Regions from separate parts of the Xenopus tropicalis genome. Here region 2 is linked to region 1. A link is a contact called in public Hi-C data. All regions are on one chromosome and are shown on one strand. Each heading gives the region's core, a stretch centred on a gene start, on an enhancer-like site or on the middle of the called end of the contact. The rest is flanking DNA. Distances are from core to core; before and after follow the strand shown. Region 1 holds the start of dio2 (deiodinase, iodothyronine, type 2). Region 2 overlaps tshr (thyrotropin receptor).

Evidence for each region. A called contact is a pair of places that touch in the nucleus more often than the background predicts.
Region 2: a contact with region 1 is called in a Hi-C map of gastrula embryo, with 2.1 times the contacts expected there. The contact joins the enhancer-like site here to the promoter of dio2 in region 1. A contact is called at or near these places in 2 of 5 Hi-C or Micro-C datasets (gastrula embryo and neurula embryo).

What each region holds. Positions count from the first base shown.
Region 1 is chr8:83,445,180-83,447,879 of UCB_Xtro_10.0, forward strand. It overlaps dio2 (deiodinase, iodothyronine, type 2), which reads right to left and starts at 1,420. Exons shown (of 2, transcript NM_001197232.4): 1 at 647-1,420. The coding sequence starts at 868.
Region 2 is chr8:83,649,438-83,652,137 of UCB_Xtro_10.0, forward strand. All of the region lies in intron 7 of tshr (thyrotropin receptor), which reads left to right. Among named protein-coding and RNA genes, the nearest start is that of tshr, 20 kb to the left of the region's middle. Within about 2 kb of position 1,429, at least 2 of the 11 cell types and tissues checked have an H3K27ac peak or open chromatin away from gene starts, as enhancers often do. A contact at or near this core is called in gastrula embryo, where this site is marked.

The sequences.
Region 1 (2,700 bases), core at 170-2,669:
ATATTTTATGAATCACCTTCATCTATCAGTATCTACAGCACTAACTAAAGGTGTTGTGTGCCTACAGAACAGATCAGCTTCCCAAGAGGTTGTGCAGCAGCTATCCTAATAATGAGCCCTGACCTATAGATATCTGCTGCACAACCCAGGATAAACTGAGATAAAAACAAAATGAAAGTAACAGCATTTCACTTACTATAGAACTATTCATCAGCACCTAATTCACTTACTATAGAACTATTCATAAGCACCTAATTCCCTTACTGTGGAGCTATTCATCAGTACTTAATGGGGGGGCACATTCCCACCACTGCCCTGGAGTAGCTGGGACTGCCCACCTGTTTGCCTGGCATTGTTCTGCAGCATGCTCCCGTTTTTGGGTACTACGATTTGAAATGGCTTTACATTTGTACGGAAGAATGAATGAGAACTACTGAGATTGCAGCAGAAAAGGATATATTGCCACTAATATTTTTCCCTGGAATAAAATGAAGCAGTTATGAATAAGTGTATAACCCCCTGGGGTGGAATTGAAGCTGAGATAGTTGTAAGATAGGCAGAGTTGGGCAGAAATGAGAGGAAGAAGCAGAAAAGTTCTGCCAGAAGGAGTATTGAGAGGCAGAAGGTGCAGGGGTTCCGGGCGTACCTGCTTGTAGGCATCCAATAGGAAGCTGTTCCACACACAGCGCAGCCCTTCTGGGGTGAGCATTCGGCGCCATTGACTCTGGCTGGATTTGGAGCGGCTGAGTTGTAGAAGCACGTGTTTTACTAGCACGACAGAGTCGTACAGAGCCAGGAACAGGCAGTTTGAGAAGAAACCTGGCAAGATCTGCAGGGTGATCAACAAGTCCACACTCAGCAGTCCCATAATGGTAGCGTGGGTCCCCCCTCCTCACTCTCAGCTTCCTATCTCTACCTGCGCCTCAGCCCCTCCTTACAGAACGGACAAAGGAAAAGCAGCAGAAAGTCAGTGCAAAGTGAGTGCCTCACAGTGAAGTAAAGGCAGTGCAGAATGCCATGGAAAGGATGAGACATGAAAAAAGCAGGTGTCTGTGCGACTAGTCCGGCTGGGAAGCCAGCCTGCCAGTGGGCCACTCAAAATATTAGCAGATTCCTTTATTTCTTGTCATTTCTAGAAAAAGAGAAAGTTTCCCAACAAGCCTGCAGTACCAGGTGTAGGAAAAGTTAGTATCACTCCCCCATCTCCTCCTCCTCCTCCTCTTCTCTCCCTCAGCAGCAGCAGCAGCAGCAGCCTGTCTCCCTGCGCCTGCCTATGTCTCCCAGCGCCTGCCTATGTCTCCCAGCTATCTCTTTATGTTCCCTGATTTTCCCTCCCTTCCTGGAACCCTTTTTATACAGTCCCGGGCTAATTGCTGCAATAAGAGAAATGAAAAAAGTCTAATCTCGCTTGTGATCTGCTCTTTGACGTCAGGGTAGGAGAGGGCATTGCTTTGGCTGGGGATGCTCTGAATAGGGAAAGAGTCGCTCAAAACTTGCAAGGCGGGACTTTGTTATTGAAGGAGAGGATAAAAAGCAAACCCCTCCTCCCCTTCATACATCTCCCAGCCTGTAACAACTCCCAGGCAGCTGGCAGGCTTCACCTGACGGGCGTAGAAATGGGCTGAGGGAGGGGGAATCCCACAACTGTATGGACAGGAGTGGGACTCCCATACACACATACAAGGAGCACCTCTGGGTGGCCACCATTTCACCACCTGGCAGCACAACAGACTAGTTACATTCAGCAGTTGTTCAGGTGCAGCTGGGACCCAAATTCTATAGGGGCACAGACACACACTATCTGCTGCCTACATATCTGAGCATGTACCCTGTGATACACTGCATGCCCCCAATACAGTGATAGTTATTATTACTAACATTTATGTATACACAGCTGACATATTCATGTATAAATGAATACTGTGTAAATATATTGTACATTATAAAATATAGCACTATAACACTGCAGTGCTGAGAACTTTGTGCACCTGTCATTTATAGACTAAGACATAACCATTCATTACTTCCTTGCATGGGTTAGTACTGCACCCCTCTCTCCATTTTTTTGCATAAATGAATGAAGTTATTTTTTGGCCAGTTCCACATCCTGAAAGATTTAATGTGGCAGATGTTCCTGTTTTTTAACTCTACTTTCTTCTCTGGGATGCACAGACGGCTGCTTTTTTTCACAAACTGCTTTTTGGCATTTTCTTTTAGATTAAGTTCTGAAAAGAGCAAACCGAGCCTGTGGTTAAAAAGGGCACAAAAATATTTCTCCTTGGAGACACACTGCAGTAGATTGGTAACTGAATGACCCGGTCTGCCCTCCAATGGAAACGATCATCTTGGCAAGGCAAGCTTTGTGGGATCCAGTACTACTCTGGTTGATTTATCTTCGTTCCAGTGACCATCCTTTAATTGGGTGATAATGATATCTTTGTCCATGTCTCCCCTGGAGGCAACAGAATAGAAGCTCAGCAAAATATGCTGCCCAAAACCATAGAGTTCAGGAGGTCAATACATTTACTGTAGTCTGTGGATGGAAATTTCCAGCATAGTCACTAGTCTGAGGTTGTGACTCACACCTTAACATTCATTCAAGACTTTGCAACTCCTATTACTCCTCTGGGACAGTTTGTGAATCCGGCAACACTTTAGTCTCAGTTTAAGATGTTGTAATATTTAATTACATTAGTTTAT
Region 2 (2,700 bases), core at 179-2,678, 200 kb after region 1:
GGAAAATGTGATGGTGCCAGCAAATGGAGGGGATATATGCAGTACAAATGATGCCATTTAGGTGGGGGAGATGGGCCCAACTGATATACATTGTACAGAAATGTAGGTTTTACATGTCCTTTAACCTACCAAAAAATGCCCCAATTAGCAGAACAGGTATTGTTTGTCTATAGATTGCAATATACTTTAAGCTGGCTAACTACATCAACTACATAAATCCCATCAAACAACTGTTCAATGGGATTTAAATCTGTACTCACTGAGTACTTTAGGCCAGTCCAGTGTTTTGTCTTTAGCAGTTCTTGGAAGAACCATGATCTTTGATGGAGACCATTTGCCTTTCTCAAATCAACCTGGCACACACACTTCTCCTGTCCAAACTATGCATAGTAGATTTCTAAATACAGGCCAAAATGCCGTGAAACATCTGCTTCTCTGCACTATTTAATAGTCTGGGTATTTCTTTTAGTGACTGTAAGATGCCATCTGTGCCACTCTCTATTGTGTGCAAACCAGTGGCTCTCATATCAGTCAGACAGAGATACATATTTGGCTATTTATTGAAAATGATGCTCAGGGATATGCCTTTTTTCTGTCTTGGCAACAAACTGCAGGGAGATTGTGGATAGACACAAATTACCATGTTTTTTTCTCTGCACAATGCAGCTTAGAACAGCGTTTTTCAACCACTGTTCCGCGGCACACTAGTGTGCCGCGAGATGTTGCCTGGTGTGCCGTAGGCAGGGCACCAATGTACTAGGGGGGCACTGCTCTTGGCACCAATGTACTAGGGGGGCACTGCTGCTGGGCACCAATGTACTAGGGGGCACTGCTCTTGGCACCAATGTACTAGGGGGGCACTGCTGCTGGGCACCAATGTACTAGGGGGGCACTGCTCTTGGCACCAATGTACTAGGGGGGCACTGCTGCTGGGCACCAATGTACTAGGGGGGCACTGCTGCTGGGCACAGAGTTAAATTTTTTAACATTTTCTAATGGTGGTGTGCCTCGTGATTTTTTTCATGAAACAAGTGTGCCTTTGCCCAAAAAAGGTTGAAAAACACTGGCTTAGAATTCTAACGTAACGAGGGTCGTCTACCAAACAGTGCCACAACTTGTGTATGATTTAACGCTGTGGATGACAGTTAGTATCTGCCTTTGTAAAACTCACTTAAACAGTAGCAAAAGTTTTCCTTGGGTGCATGTATGTCATCTAGACTGAGCTGCTGCAATGGTGCTCACTGCAAGGTGTAAGAAGTGTGAGTAGCTTTCTTTATAGTGTTTAACTAATCACAAAATAGTGCCTGACTTTCAAGTAACCATTAAACCTTTAAAAGTTTGAGGCACAGAGGCCAGAGGGTATGAAAGAAGTTTGATGCTGTGCAGTACTGAGGTGTTTGGAAGGCGTTAGAAGAGGGATTATCTGTCTGATTGTTTTGGGAGGTTGGTGGTTTATTTTTGTGGCTCTTACTTCACCCTGAGAGTGTCACATATCACAAACGCTCACATGCTTTTCTCCTCAAGTCTGCAGCTAATACCTGTACCAACCCAGGCTGCACGGCACACAGCGTTAAATAAACAGGCATTGATTGCACTGGCTGGAAAATTACCGAGTGAGCTCACAGCCAACGGAAGGAAGGAGACATGAGCAGACAATCTGGATCATTGGCTTCAAAATCCACAGACAGGACAGAATGTATTTTTAGATGCAAATATTCTCCAGTGCATTGTATTAATTAGAGGATCATGTGATATTGCTCACAATCACAAGACCAATTATTTTTATTATTACTGTTCATTCATCATTGCATAGATTTGACAGGAAACCCTTCCAGTATCCCCCAGCCACCTAAAAACAAAACAGGCTTTATGTACTAATGGAGTAATAGAAACACAACTAGAAAATACTAGGCTACTCAGCAAAAACTTTTTAGGGCACCCTAAGGGGCAGATTTACTAATCCACGAACGGTCCGAAGGCGTTTTTTCGCAATGATCGGTATTTTGCGACTTTTTCGTCACCGTCGCGACTTTTTCGTATGTTCCATGGCTTTTTTTTTTTGTATATTTTCCGCGACTTTTTTGTCGCTGTTGCGAAAAAATCGGATTGGTTTTTCTGCCGTTTACAATCGCTCAATACGAAAAAATCTCGACGGCAGCGAAGTAGTCACGTAAAATATGATAAAGTCGCGGCGGCGACGAAAAAGTCACTACAAATACGGAAAAATCGTGACGGCGACTAAAAAGTCGCAAAATTTTCAATTCCATTCCGATTTTTTCTCTTTCGGGATTCGGATTCTTGGATTAGTAAATCTCCCCCTAAGACTTTATAAACATGGACAAAATGTTGGAATAAGAACTACTGGAATTGGAGGAACCCCCACACAAAAAGAGAAACTCTAGGCAGATTGTGCTGTGGCCAGAGCTGAGCCCTGTACACCAGTGCTGCAAATTAATAATGCTACCTAGTGCTCCCCCAACCAATTCTCTATGTCCTCTCTGTATATTTTATGATTTTTACCAAGCTGCAATAGTGAATAATCATAATTGTGTTTGAGTGACTGTGTGAATGGTGCAGTAGAGGTCTCAAAAAGGATACAAGAGGAAACAGTTTCCTCAATTTTTGGTTGACTTTTACATAGATCAATAGAGGGTGTATGACTACCTACACCCTCTCATCATCACTGATCCCCCAGCAAAC